Linked DNA regions of Mus musculus: regions 2, 3, 4 and 5 are each linked to region 1. The links are chromatin contacts, called in public HiChIP or PLAC-seq, capture Hi-C and promoter capture Hi-C maps. All regions are on one chromosome and are shown on one strand. Each heading gives the region's core, a stretch centred on a gene start, on an enhancer-like site or on the middle of the called end of the contact. The rest is flanking DNA. Distances are from core to core; before and after follow the strand shown.

Evidence for each region. Promoter capture Hi-C pulls out the DNA fragments that hold promoters and counts their contacts. HiChIP or PLAC-seq counts read pairs in DNA pulled down with a chosen protein or histone mark. Capture Hi-C pulls out chosen DNA fragments and counts their contacts.
Region 2: a BATF HiChIP or PLAC-seq map of CD8 T cells shows a contact between it and region 1, with 15 read pairs. The contact joins the enhancer-like site here to the promoter of Tex48 in region 1. A contact is called at or near these places in 7 of 39 promoter capture datasets (the C10 cell line, the HPC-7 cell line, HPC-7-derived erythroid cells and 3 more), 1 of 15 datasets of contacts at CTCF or cohesin (the NIH/3T3 cell line), 2 of 484 Hi-C or Micro-C datasets (LSK cells and nephron progenitors), 4 of 115 datasets of contacts at active chromatin or transcription factors (CD8 T cells, astrocytes, effector CD8 T cells and 1 more) and 3 of 9 other capture datasets (adipose tissue, liver and macrophages).
Region 3: a capture Hi-C map of embryonic stem cells shows a contact between it and region 1, with 2.5 times the contacts expected there. The contact joins the promoter of Tnc here to the promoter of Tex48 in region 1. A contact is called at or near these places in 1 of 39 promoter capture datasets (stem cell-derived epiblast-like cells), 1 of 484 Hi-C or Micro-C datasets (nephron progenitors) and 2 of 9 other capture datasets (embryonic stem cells and liver).
Region 4: a contact with region 1 is called in a promoter capture Hi-C map of embryonic stem cells, with 2.0 times the contacts expected there. The contact joins the promoter of Orm2 here to the promoter of Tex48 in region 1. A contact is called at or near these places in 13 of 39 promoter capture datasets (the 3T3-L1 cell line, the HPC-7 cell line, HPC-7-derived erythroid cells and 6 more), 2 of 15 datasets of contacts at CTCF or cohesin (embryonic stem cells and large pre-B cells), 3 of 484 Hi-C or Micro-C datasets (embryonic stem cells and myocytes), 1 of 115 datasets of contacts at active chromatin or transcription factors (large pre-B cells) and 3 of 9 other capture datasets (adipose tissue, embryonic stem cells and liver).
Region 5: a contact with region 1 is called in a promoter capture Hi-C map of trophoblast stem cells, with 2.8 times the contacts expected there. The contact joins the enhancer-like site here to the promoter of Tex48 in region 1. A contact is called at or near these places in 7 of 39 promoter capture datasets (the 3T3-L1 cell line, cranial neural crest, embryonic stem cells and 2 more) and 1 of 484 Hi-C or Micro-C datasets (the 3T3-L1 cell line).

What each region holds. Positions count from the first base shown.
Region 1 is chr4:63,621,054-63,623,753 of GRCm38.p6, forward strand. Tex48 (testis expressed 48) reads right to left here and starts at 1,380. Exons shown (of 5, transcript NM_029324.3): 1 at 1,353-1,380.
Region 2 is chr4:63,897,911-63,900,703 of GRCm38.p6, forward strand. No RefSeq gene overlaps it. Among named protein-coding and RNA genes, the nearest start is that of Tnfsf8, 38 kb to the left of the region's middle. Within about 2 kb of position 1,336, at least 52 of the 459 cell types and tissues checked have an H3K27ac peak or open chromatin away from gene starts, as enhancers often do. A contact at or near this core is called in CD8 T cells, LSK cells and effector CD8 T cells, where this site is marked.
Region 3 is chr4:64,045,590-64,048,289 of GRCm38.p6, forward strand. Tnc (tenascin C) reads right to left here and starts at 1,347. Exons shown (of 27, transcript NM_001369211.1): 1 at 1,160-1,347. The region is part of intron 4 of 8030451A03Rik (a long non-coding RNA gene); the gene reads left to right.
Region 4 is chr4:63,361,056-63,363,755 of GRCm38.p6, forward strand. Orm2 (orosomucoid 2) reads left to right here and starts at 1,394. Exons shown (of 6, transcript NM_011016.2): 1 at 1,394-1,548; 2 at 1,889-2,031; 3 at 2,239-2,309. The coding sequence starts at 1,432.
Region 5 is chr4:64,082,769-64,085,483 of GRCm38.p6, forward strand. All of the region lies in intron 5 of 8030451A03Rik (a long non-coding RNA gene), which reads left to right. Among named protein-coding and RNA genes, the nearest start is that of Tnc, 37 kb to the left of the region's middle. Within about 2 kb of position 1,348, at least 25 of the 459 cell types and tissues checked have an H3K27ac peak or open chromatin away from gene starts, as enhancers often do. A contact at or near this core is called in trophoblast stem cells, where this site is marked.

The DNA.
Region 1 (2,700 bases), core at 130-2,629:
AAGAGTTGCACACTGTTGTCATCTCATACTAGAAGGTCCTAGATGCCCAAGTGCCTCTTGTCTCTGGAATCCTAGCAGTTGGTAGGTAGCCTTAGTGCCTCCCCAGACCCTTATGCACTGGCTATAAAGCTCTCTTCTATCTGTGGTGAAAACACAGCTCTCCATTTAACTGGAAACAAACTCCATTTCTGTGCCACATGTCAAACAGGAACCTTTCCTCCAAATAGCTTATGCACATACAAGAAAACACAAGTACTCAAACTCCCTCTCCCTTAAACGTACACTGCATTGTGCCCTTGTCCCTTTTAGCTATAGGCCTTGGAGATCACAGCCACTGGCTGTGCTTCAGGAACTTGGAATGGGGTTCTATGAAGGCTGCTGTGCTCTTCATATCTTTACCTGGAAATCCTGATGATAGGCAGTTGTAAATTGCCTACTCTCCAGAATTGGGAAATCTTTTAGGGAAACCGGCAACTCACAAGAGCATTATCTGGAAAGTAAATATTTTTCTGAGGCAGGGTCTTATGTAGCTCAGGCTGGCCTTGGACTCCATATTGCAAGAATGACCCCAAATTTCTGAACCTCCTACTTCTACCACCCAAGTGCTTGCATTAAAGGTGGAGGCCACCATCCCTAGTTTATGTGGTACTGGGGATGGAGCCTGGGTCTTCATACAGGCCAAGCAAGCCTTCTACCAACAGAGCTACATCCCTAATCCCTTGGGGTATAACTCTTTATGATTATTTCATAGAAAAATAATATATAGCGTCTTAAAACCTCAGCTCTTTGATCTGTAACCTGGAAATCCCAAAGCAAAGCAAAGCAAAGCAAAGCAAAGCAAAGCAAAGCAAAGCAAAGCAAAGCAAAGCAAAGCAAAGTGGCATGTGAAGACTCAGAGCAATGGAAAGTGGCCTGCACAGCTTTCTGGCATGCTGTGAAGCCTCAGAATGTAAGAGATGCTGGTGTTGAAGTGGAGGAGGGCGGAGACTTTCATGCAGTACTATGACCCATCTCTAGATGGGGACAAGAGTCAAAGAAGAGGCTCTTGGTTTGTCCTGTCCTATTTAAGTTTCAGGTCTCCGGAGACTTCAGAACATGCTGACCAGGTGAAGCAAGGTCACTAAGGTGAAGCAGGCAGGATTCTAGAGCTGGAGGAGTCACTTAGGGTCATTCATCACTGTTGTGGGGATGTGGTAGGCAGAGAGAAACTGAGGGTAGAGGCCAAGGAAGGATTGTGTCTGATGCTGGTAGCAAATGAATAGGTCTCCACCAGTGTGGGGACACTGCCATCCCTTTGGTGCAGGGAATGTCACCCCTCCCACCCTTAGGCCTTACCTTTGAGCCCCACTTACTTGTTGCTGGCAGAGAGGAAAGGAGGCTGTGATGTCACAGAGAACGTTAGTGACCCGGCTTTTGGACTAGACCATAAGGCGGGGAGGAAAGAGGCTATTGTGACCTGCTGACCCTTCCTATCATGATCCATCTTTCTGTGTGTGATGCCAAGCTGTCCACCATTGCTGTCCCTCAGAGCAACAGAAATCCAAGTTCTTCTGTCTGTGTGGAATACTTTGAGGGTGTCAGGCCAGAAGGGGGCGCTACAGCACTACACGAGAAAGCATGGGGCAGGGTCTGTCTCCTAATGTATCTGGCTATTAACCTCAGGGAGATGGACTTTATGCCTCAGCTGTCCTTCTGTAAAATAGGAATAATAGTTATGTGTCCTCCATGTATTTCCAGGATGAAATGACATCAGAGTTGTAAGCACTGGGCAGGTGCCTGGATGCTGTAGTAACAACTCCACAGAAGGGGAGTGGTGGCAATGTGTAAAAACAAGTGACATTTCTTCCCAACCCATCTTCCAGAAAAAGAGGAATTGATTCCTGATGGATTCCTAGAAATTTCCTCACCCTATGGGGTGGGCTTTCAGTTCCCCACTTGGAACATCTTGGTGCTATTTGGGGGAGTCACGTTAGGTGAAACCCCTCTATCAGCATTGTCTTTGGATGCATGTAGAGGTCATGGTATAACAGAAGATGGAAACAAATGGAAGTCAGTGCTGGACTTATGTGCTGGTGGGTGATGGGGGTTAAGCAACTTTAAAAGTACCAGTGGCAAGTAGCACTCACTGCTTCTTCATAGGAGCACTGAAGAGTCTCGGGTCTGGCTGCCAATCATCTTCCCTTGTACTGTTGTTGAAACTTGGACTGTCTGGGGTCCATTCCTAAACAAGTCAGAATCTCAGGGACTCTAGACACTGGGTACCAGTATGGTTTCAAAGCTTTCCTGGTGATTTCTTTGTGTAATCAGGATGTATTAAGTTGGGGCTGGTAAGATGGCTCAGTTGATAAAATGCCTGCTGTGCATGCATGAGGATCTGGGTTCAATTCCTAGGACTTATGCAATATGTTGCTATATGTGTAGGCATGCACAAATATATACATACTATATGCTGAGTCTATTCTTTTTTTGCTGTTTGTGTACATATGGTTTTAGGGCTGACCATCTTGCGTTGGATAAACAGTTAAGGGCTCTTCTCTAGGGGAGGCTAATTCTCCCTCAACAGTCATTTGTTGCCTAGAAAAAAACCCTTAGTATTGGAACTTTTTAACCCAAAGTAAGTCGATTTACTTTGAAAAGAATTCTGGGTGTGGTTGTGCATTTTTTAATCCCAGTACTGGAAGTGAAGAAAGAGCTTGCTGG
Region 2 (2,793 bases), core at 86-2,585, 280 kb after region 1:
GGGGTCTTTAAATTAACTCTTCTTTATTGTCAACCATTTTCCATACATCGATTTATCCCATCTTCTATAATCTAATTAAACATGACCATTCACTTTCGCTTTAAGACATTTTTTCCCACAGGATTTAATGTCTCAGGTGAACAAGAAGGGAAGTGCTCATGTTTAAGCTGTCACATTTAACTAGAAGTTCATGTACATGAGTTGCCTTCCCTAAAATCTGTCTGCTTTTCCCTATAATAACCCTGTGTCCACCTGTTCACCCACGGTACCCTTCATACCAACTCAAGAAAGCATGCTATAACTTCATGTGGTGTGAATGGGAGAGTGGGTGGGGATTGAACCTAGGGCTTCATTCGTGTAGGCAGATGCCCTACAGTTAAGCCACAACTGTGTGTTTATTAAAGAAATGGTTTGACAGGAGATGGTCTGGGAGAAGATGGCTGAAGAGAAAGCTGAACTCAGATGATGAAGGGTACCAGGCTGAGCACAGTGAGTTCGCCTCTCTTAAAAGTTCACGCGTGTTGTCTCATCGTTGGTGTAGGTGACAGTGTAGTTTGTCTTGGCCAAAATGAGTCAGAAAGAACTTTTTTGTGTGTCTGTGGTATGGAGGCTGTTTTCGAGGAGTCTCATGTGGTGGGATACGATGGTATGAACTGGAGCGCAGAGCGTTGGCGGAGGAACAATTAAGATCACCTAAGGCAGGGTCCGGTATGGAGACTTAGAGAAGCTTCTCAGTCATTGCTGGTTCACCGGGCACAAACAGAGACGCTCACAAAAGACTTGGGGAGCACAGGGGATAAGTAGGGTTTTATTTTTCTATTTGGGGCAATAAGGCAACATCCAATTAAAAATGATTAGCAAACATGTAGTGGAAACTGGGTTTATGGGAAGGATTTTGAAGGAGAGAATGCCAGGAAGAGGTGTAGTTACTTTCTCAAGTTCATGTAGCTGTCAACTGGCAGACCCAGAATCCCAGAAGTCAGGTCTGCATAAGCCCCCATAGTCACTACAAGTATGTACAGACTGTAAAATTTTGTCAGCTTGAGACTCAGAGGTTTGAGGTTTGCTTTGGGGGAAACTCACTAAGGCAAGTGCCTACCCTAGAACGATGGTATAATTACCACAGAGAGCCAATAAGATGTGGGTGAAGACTATTGATGTGCTCATTCACCAGGATCTAGCCTGGGCCAGGTCGTCTTCCTGGCTGAGGCTGACGCCCTTCCTGCTTTCACTTGGATGGTTTCTCCAACAGCGCTGGCTACACTTTCGACAGTTACACTTTCTACCCTGCCCACCGCTATGGTTCAAGCCAGAGAAATCTGTGGCCCAGCAGAAATTCTCAGAACAAAACTGGGGCTCACATCCTGCCTGCTTTTCTCCTCATTCTTGCTCAACAGCTCAGCCTGAGAGAACCACAAAGAAGCAGAGTCTGCATTTTTCTAACGTGCCCTGGACAGGGAAGGGCTCTGCGCTCTGGGCTCAGGCTCTTTTCTGCATGCCCTCCATACTGTTTGGCATAACGTTGGGTTCGTGGCTTAGGCTAGGGGAGGAAGAGGAAGCAGACACCTTGGGAGTGGAGGCGTGGAGTGTGTAGGTTGTGAAACAGTATGTGAGAAGCCTCTAGAACCAGCAAAGAAAGTTTTGTTTCTGGAATTCATAATTCATGGTTTGCACACTCAACATTTCTGTTACTTGAAATTATGATAAAAATCTATGTCATCCTATGGGCTTGCACATGTGTTTTATATGAAAAAGAAATTGCAAGCCTGTTATGGTTTCCTCTTCTTAAGTGTGGTCTAATTTTGTGAAGAACAGTAGCGTGGCAGGACTGAATCATAGGAAATGTGGACATGCCTGTTCTATACCACGATTATAACACCCTGGCAAGGAGTCTTGAGCTCTCGCTGAGAAGAGGGTATTCGTTGATTCTGGGTACTGTTTTCTTTCCTTTCTCAATAGAGTCTCTTTAATTTCATCTGTCAGAAAAAAAAAGCATGAGTCCTATGTTTGAATCTCTCTTCTTTATTTCTTACTGGCTTGTAACTTGGTCTCTTCAAATCCTCATTGTCTCATTTTAAATGTGGATAAGAAGGTTATCTTCATACATGCACATGAACACACACACACACACACACACACACACAGACAGAAAGACAAAAAGAGAGACAAAGACAGGGATCGAGAAAGAGAGGAATGGGAAGGGGAGAGGAAGAGGTAGAAGGAGAGGGAGAAAGATTACACTTAGTAGCTGCTGATGTCATGTTTAATTTTGAACTGTTTTGATAGTTTTCCTTTTTTCCTACTGATAGTTACACACACACACACACACACACACACACACACACACACACACACACTCACACACACACCAGCAACAATTTACTGTACATTGAAAATTCAAGGGAGGAAACTGTAGGTGTTTATGTTTTGGATTTTATTTTTAAACATTACAAAAATGTTCCATTCACAGGATTTTGACATTAAGAATGAGGAAACATTATTTATATCTGAGTCAGTATGAAAACATTACACATATGATTTCAGTTCTATAGTATACACATTTAAAACAAAAGTATATTGGAGAGGTGATAGAGGGAGAAGGGCAGGAGATGATAGGAAGCACAAATATGGATGAGTTATTAAAAACTTGTCAATGCTGAGAGACAAGGGACTTAACATGCCACTATTTACACGTCAATGGCTTTAGTTTTACTTTATGAGTACTCAGGTCAAATTTATCCAAGTATCTTCTCCTTCCTTCCCTTCCTTTTCCCTTCCTCCTCCACCCATCCA
Region 3 (2,700 bases), core at 97-2,596, 420 kb after region 1:
TTTTCTCCTAATGGTGCCAACACACCCCTTGCTTGTAAAACACTACGTGCCAGGCTAGCAGGCTGTCTCAGATTGGGCAAGATAAGAAGGCAGAGGCTTTGGGGGTAAGCAGACACACTGAAAAACTGGGTTAAGAGGCCCCGCTTTTCACGTCCAGGGTGTTGGCAGCTTTGGGCCATGACAGAGATTGCCCAGTTGCTGATTTGATCTTTTTTGTTCCTCATTCGCTCCTCATTATAAGGGGAGCTGCTGTCCCCACTTTAGAGAAGTGGAAACTAAGGTCCATAGAAGTTACATATTTTCCTGACACATTTATGTTGTAGTGGCACTAGTGGGAATGCCCAAGCCACTTCTAGGGTCAAACCCCAACCTCTTATTCCCCCTGTCACAACGATGGCATAGAGGAATCTCTGTGCTCTTTCCAAAGTTCACCAGGGAAGGGAATATGTTACTGGGGTTCTGGGATAAAGTGTCAGGAGGGAGGCCGATTTGGGAGCAATATGGGGTTCAGATGCCTCCAAACCTTCTACACATGCCCCACCTGAGGTCTCTGAATCAGGAGGATGGCACCCTGCTTCAAGAACCCACAGACGTGCCCACCAGTTTCATCTTACAGCCTGTGGGCTTTTCATCCGTGCCCAGAACTCATCTCCTAGCTCTGGTATCCAGCTCTTATCTTTCCCCAGAGTGGACACTGAGGATCAAATGGGACAAGAGGGGAACGAAAACTGTCAAGTGCTGAGACTGTGTAGATGCACGGTTGTGTTCTCCCTACTACGGGTACGTGGTACTCATCCCACCCAAGTGCTGTGAGTGAATGCCACTTTAAAATGCAACTTCTCTAACGCTCCAAAAGGGGAAAATCCACAGGTGAGAATCAACGAGGTAAAAGGGTAAGAGTTAAAGTAAGACATTTCCTCCAAAGAAAGGCAGAGACAAAACTTTACCAAAAGTTCCCTGAGTTCCTCTGACTATTGACAGATCCATACCAAATACATGACCGCAGGAGGGCAAGCACAGAATAATCGGGCCGCATCTGATCACACCGGGCTTGGAAATTAAACAAAAGTTTTATAGTTACAAACCCACATCTTACTGGGTACCGGGAATGCCAGGAGCACACCAGAAAGATCCTGGGTGATGGGATCAACAGACTCACCTTTTCCAGGTCGGGAAAAGCAAAGTCTCTGGGTGCACCAGCTCCGTGAAGAAGTACCTGGGTTAAGCCACAACGAGTTCCCAAGCGCGCGGTCCCTAGCGTCTTCCCAGCCACTGTCTGTGCCCACCAGAGGCTAGGGTGTGTGTCTGCGCGCGGGAGAGACGCGTGACAGTAGGCAGGCTGTGGCCGGAGCAGCCAGCTTTGGCAGGCTTATATAGGGAGCTCCTTCCTCTGTAATGGGACGCCTCGCCTCCAGACATCCTTTCCCACTTTTTTTTTTTTCAGTTGGTGAGTTAAAGGCACAGCCCTCCCAGCGGAACAGGGTTAGCTCATGAAAGACGCACTCACTCCAGGCGCGCCGCCAGCTAACGGACCATTTGCATACAATTTATAGTGAAGAAAAAAAAAAGTAGGAATTTCAGCTCCCTCCGCCCCCGCAGAGTAGTTGTTAGTGAAGTGTGATTTTTGCATTGCTCCACAAATGAGTATTCTAATTGTGAAACAGAAGCCTTGGGAACTGGGATATGAGGGAACTGGATCCTGGCGCTGCTCCTGGACTAGAGCAAGCTGGAAACACGACCTGGGTTCCCTCAGGCTCTGGGCAGCAGCTGCGGGGTGGCACCTCGGAGAAAGCCTGAGGGCTGAACCTGAGTTCCTGGAAAGAGGAGATCGAGGAGAGTTGAGCAAGCCCGGGGCAGTTCAGGTTTCTCTTGGCCAGCTTGGAGATAACCCAAGATTAGTTCTCAGCAGGTGGGAACCATACTGGGAGCTTAGAAAAGTGAGCTTTTCTGAAGCAGGACCCAGCGGTGCCCAGCTGCCTGGAGGAATCTTTATCCAGATCCCAATGTCCCCTCAGGAGTCACTTTTTGACATTGTTTATGCCACATACTAAGTGCTTTCTACTTAGTAGGGTCTACTAAGTAGGGTGTAGTACTTAGCTCAGGGTGTACTCCTGAGCTCTCAGTGTACCTAGGTGCTGAGTGAAGACTTTTTTTTTTTTTTCTTAGAGAAGCACTAATATATTTCAAAAGGTAACACTATTTAGGTTGAAGTCCTCATTTAGCATGTTAAAGTATCCCCAAGGCACCTGGGGCCAAGCTCAGCTCACGGTACTTCTGGGCTTGTTTGGGACAGTGCTTATACCCTGCAATTTAGAGAAGCAGTTTAATGCCATCAAGGAATTGTGCCTGGGAAGCACTTAGAATTCATGGCTCCATGACACATTGGTGACCAGAAACAGTGAGTGATGCTTAAGTAGGAAACTGTCACCCATGACAACAGACACAGCTGCTTTGCTGGACTGTGGAAAATGCATCTCTTTGTTCTGTAATTTAGAAGAGACTTCTGATGTTTTAATTAACAACTATTATCGGAAATTTCAACCATCCACTTACTGATTGATACCATCCTTCAGCCTTTCTCATAACATTTAGTTTCAATCTCCCTGGGAGAATAAAGCAAGACAAAATTAGGCTATCCCTAGGGTGGCACCGATTCCAGGACTCGAAGACTGCCTGCTTAAGTGTTCCCTATCCCCCCCC
Region 4 (2,700 bases), core at 144-2,643, 260 kb before region 1:
TAGGCCCTGTACAGCCCACTCCACGGCAGGGGGCTCTCAGGACCATCTGTGGCCCCTTCCTTTTGCCCTAGGTGATCACTGTCACTAACTTGATTAATATCATTACAATTAGTCTGGAGCCTCTAGAACGCCCTGTAAACAGGCTCATACAACCCCACCTCTGGGCGATCTGCTGGCAATAATGTTGTCGAGCTGCATTTGTATGGTCAAATCTATCAGTCGTTCATTTCTCTCTGTTGCTAAGCAACACCATGCTTGCATGAAATGTCACAACCCATTTCTCATTTTCCTGGTGGTAGGCACTTAAGAGCTTGGGGTTTGTGGCTACTTTGAATAATGCCATTAGAAACATTTATACACATGATACTGGAGGTGATTCATGTCTTGTTTTGTTTTCTTTTCTGTTGGTAGACTAATTTTTAAAGGCAATATGTTGCTCTAATACTTATCAAGAGGGGAAACATAAAATACAAAATGCCACAGGATAAAAGAAGGTTCTCATGAAATTAGAACACAGTAAGTGAATGACAAGTTACTTATCATTAAAACAAAAACCCTGACTACACAGAAACATGAGAAATAGTAGATTACTCAACTGTGAGTGTGTTCTAATATGTTTGGTGCTTTTGATGTTTTGAAAGAGCTCACTGTGATCTCAAACTCCTAGCAATGACTCCGTGCCTCAGCAAGAGTCACCAGGCCTGTCCCTAGCAATACGTTTCGAGAGTGTTCATTATGTAGACAAAGATCAGGCTATATCTATCAAGCAGGAACTAGAACCAGATATTTACTGGATCCTGTGCACAGACCCTGGATTGGGCACACACTATTCTAGACAGATCCTTTCCTGCTGTAAATACTGGGAGCTTTGCTGAACTACATTTTCAACTCAGATTCACCCCTCTTTTTTGGGCATTCGGCTGCCTCTAGGCTGTATAGGGGTCCCCAGGAACATCACACTCCTTTGGAAACTAATCCATCTTTGTCCTTGGCCCTTAACTTGAGCCCCTAAGTGTCTTCTAAGTTCACTATGAACCCTGACCAGGGACCCCTTCATAGCCCCCTTGGAGGGGTGATAAACGAATAGGTCTCACTCCTGCTAGGCAGCTTCATGGGATAAGACAGGTATGGGACCCATGACTGGGATCTAAGTATTATCAGGCTAGCCCAGTATCCACCTTGACCATGAATCAGCCACTCTGGTGTAGGGCAGGAGTCTGTGTCAGGGCCGGCTGGCCGAGGGAGCTGCACAAAGCTGGCTTGAGAGAACATTTTGCGCAAGACATTTCCCAAGTGCTGGGGAGAATGTGCCAGGGCTCTAGAGGCCCTGGCTGCAGTCCCATGCCCTCGCCACATCTATTATAAAAGCCACTGTACCCTCCATCCACCAGTTATCTCTTCCAAGCCCTGGTGCCTCTGAGTGTCCTAAGCATGGCACTGCACATGATTCTTGTCATGGTGAGCCTCCTGCCGCTGTTGGAAGCTCAGAACCCAGAACATGTCAACATCACCATAGGCGACCCTATCACCAATGAGACCCTGAGCTGGGTAAGTGCCTGCCCAGGACTTGGACGTGAGCACTTAAGGAGGCTACTCTTTCCTCTGGGCTTTCCCTTCCCTGATGTCTGTGCTCATCTCTGGGCTCCTGGTACTGCCCTTTCCTCTCCTGGAGACCTGGTGGCACCCCCTGCCTCCAAACCCAGAAGCATCACTCTGAGGTCTCTCAGCAGGGGACAGAGCAGTAGGATGGCTGATTTTTGAGTTGCCCATTTGAGCTTCAGTCTTCCCATGTATGGTTCAGAAGCCATTGCTTGCTTGCCCCACAGCACGGCTGAGTGCAATGTTCATACTACAAGCCCTACTCATCTGTGTGCCTGCTTCTCCCCAGCTCTCTGACAAATGGTTTTTCATTGGTGCGGCTGTCCTAAACCCTGATTACCGGCAGGAAATTCAAAAGACGCAGATGGTATTTTTTAACCTTACCCCCAACTTGATAAATGACACGATGGAGCTTCGAGAGTATCACACCATGTGAGTTCTTGTAACAGCCAGCCCACCCTGGCCCTGGCCTCCACTCCCAGATGCCTAGAGACCTGAGCAAACTGGATCTGCCTGGCCTCCCCACCCACCTTCTGGAATGGGGACAGCTTTCTTGTTTACCTGCCTCTTGCCCACTCCCCACCCCAGTTTAGTCAGATCACCTCTCCATCAGTTGTCCTCTGTCTCTTTGCTTTCTAGAGATGACCACTGTGTCTATAACTCCACTCATCTAGGAATCCAGAGAGAGAATGGGACCCTCTCCAAGTATGGTAAGGGTTGGAACTCACGGCTTTCTGGGAGCGTATTGCAAGGGTACAAGGGGGCAGCAGAACAGGGGAGTTAGGTCTGTGAAGTCACTCTCTGAGGCTTGTAAGTGGACGTAGATTTCAAACTGGAGTCCAGCTGCCAGGACAGACTTGCTTTGACCATTCTTATGATCTTTTGTGAGCTCAGAGGGGAAACCCATGGTTTGGGAAACCAGTGACTTCAGCCAAATCCCCAGGTCACCAGGGACAGCATGGGGGGAGGGCAACTGAATACTGGTGGGCCAGATTAGATACTCTTAGGTTTTAATTGTCCCTAAGCCAATGTTTTAATGTTTAAGGGGAAGTGTTAACTATGCCACACCACCAAGGGCCCTTTCCAAGGCCCCAGCCATTC
Region 5 (2,715 bases), core at 98-2,597, 460 kb after region 1:
ACGAGCAAGCTTTGTTTTAATTGGAAGGACTAAATGCCTATTTTTGGAAACTATTGCTTGTATTGCTACAGTTGAGACAGTGAAGCACAATTAAAATCCTTTTAAAAAAGATTTTCTCCAATAAATCAGTAAGTAATTTATGACTAAGCAAGTCCCATGAAAAATGTTATAGCTGCTGGCGGCTGGGCGTGTACACCCATCTCTCACTCTTCTTGAAGGGATGTAGGCTAGATGTCCCTTCTAAGTCCCTCCAGGTTTTGGAGCTTTTTGATCTTTTTCTGTGCTCCCACCCTTACCCTAGCCCCCAACATGAAAGGAGTGATTTAGTTAGCAGGGAAGTTACTGAGCTGTTTGATTAGCTGTGAAGAAGTCTTTCATGTTTCTAGGGTCGTCAGAGTTGCTATAACCAGCCTATGGATTAGAAATGCAGACTTTGAGACCCAACCCAGGCTTACTGAATAGGACACTCTGGACAGACTCAGCCATCTGAGCATTACCAGTTGGTTCTGGTCTGACTTAAGCTGTATAAGCATTGTCTAGCTGGCCCACCTCTCTTTTCTGAATCAGCTTTAGGAGAAGCTGGGTTCTGATCTGCTTCCTTCCATGTGGTTGGAATAGAGATATAGATTGGAAAGGATACTCTGTTGCAAGGTGTTTTTATACACTAGTTTCAGGTGCAGCACTATAAAGTCATGATTTTACAAAAAAATTTTTTTTCTAATGATACTGACAATTTACTTATTTTTGTTTAAATGTAACTCTAATTTCAACTTTCATAGTATATTCTAACTTTGAGGGTAGAAGGAGAAAGGAATATCATTCATTGGATTCCTTAAAGCCCTAATAGTAGTCACTTATTTTTCTTTATGACGATGCATTTAAGTCCTGAGTGAGCCTGAGAGTAGCCCAAATTCATTCCTGTTAGAACTGGTACCAAGTAAAGACCAGAGAAGGCAGACACACTTATAAAAACGTACCTGGAAAGTTAGCTGGAGATAGCAAGAACCCAGTCATATGTCAGACACAGCCCAGGTGTCTCATCACCAGCTCCAAATTGAAAGAGAAGGAATGCTTTTCTGGATTGGCTTATCTCTGTCTTCATAGCGAGGAATTCCTACCTCATGTTTCATCCTGGGAATCAAGAATGAATCTGTACCAAATTGGTTTCCATGGCCCCCTAGTGAACACGGCATCTCTCAATGTCACATCCTAAATTCCTACCCCAGTTCTTTCATCCAACTTCCTTGACAGGAATTGAAAATGAACTGCAGCTGTTCAGCTTGTCTGTGGTAGGCAGCAAATTCTTAGTCCTCCTGTGAGCTCATCCCAGGGAAAACCTCATAGTGTGACCAGGAAGTGCTCTTGACGGCAATGTAGAGTCCGCCCCCATTTCCTGTGAGTCACTTTTGGTTCCAGTCTGTGGGACAATTATTTCTCCAAATGGAGTTACTTGATTATCCAACAGAGACATGTTCCACGAGGTAACAAACTGACTTTCAGATTTGAATTTTGACTTACCTAATTTTCATCCACATTATGCCTTTTATAATCCCTCATTTCTATTCTGGGTTGCCAAAACACTGTTTATACTTTGCGAAATTTCACAGTGAGTACGGGCTTTGATGGAGGGATCAACCAATTTGCTTCTTTCTTGATTAGCTTTATAGTGACAGCTCATGGCTTTGTTTGTTTGTTTTCTGTTTTTGTATTTTTCTTTGTGAACATGGCAGCTAATGTGCTATGCATGTTGTGTGTGTTGGTTTGACCAACCTTCATGGTCCTATAAAGTAGGTACTATTTCAGTTTCCATTCTTCAGAGACTATGCGCCCCTTCTTTCTTCATTCAACATCTGTATGGTTGGGCTTTAAACCCAGGTCTGGCTCTCTTAGATCCTTTCATACAATGAAATATGCATTGGCTTCCTGGATGTCCCAGCTCTTGGGTAGGAGAGGGCTTACTGGGATAAGGACAGTTCAGATATGCAAAAGGCCTTCACAGAAGCCAAGCAAGGCAAATGTCTAGTTCAAATTCAATGCCAAGGTGAAGAATGGGAGATAGCAGGTGACTTTTGGTGAAATTATTTTAGAAAATTGCCAGTGTTATTCAACTACAAATTATTCTTATGGAGTGTCTTGGGTGTGAAGATATCCAACAGAATGAAATACATGCTAGATCCAGAAGATCTGTGGCTGAAATTCTACATGATGGATGTTTACATTCACCCCCATTTTAAAGCTTAAAATGTACACAAATACAGATCTAATTGAATAGCTACCATATATCTTTGAAAATCAAATATCTCAACAGAGCATATGCCAGAATTTAGGAAGTATGGGCATAATGTAATGAGCCATTTATAGAAAATAAATGTCATTTGCTTTATTGATGTGGCTGAAGGGAATCTTACTTTTATGATCAGAGTGAGGTTTAAGGATGAATGTAAGGAATGACCCATGTCTTAAAGGACAAAGAGGAGTTAGATAATAAAAGAAGATGGTAAAAGTTGATGTTCCAAAACTAAACAACCCATTTTTCTTTTCTTTTTTTTTTTTTTTTTTTGGTTATCACTGCCAATCTGTTTTTCATTTTATTTTATCATTTTATGGTGGGAACTACAAAGGAAACTGGACTCATTTGTCAAGTATGACCCCAATGCCAAAGCCGCCATCTTGATTTCTTTTTCTTTGTCTATTCTTTTATATTTGTTAATAACA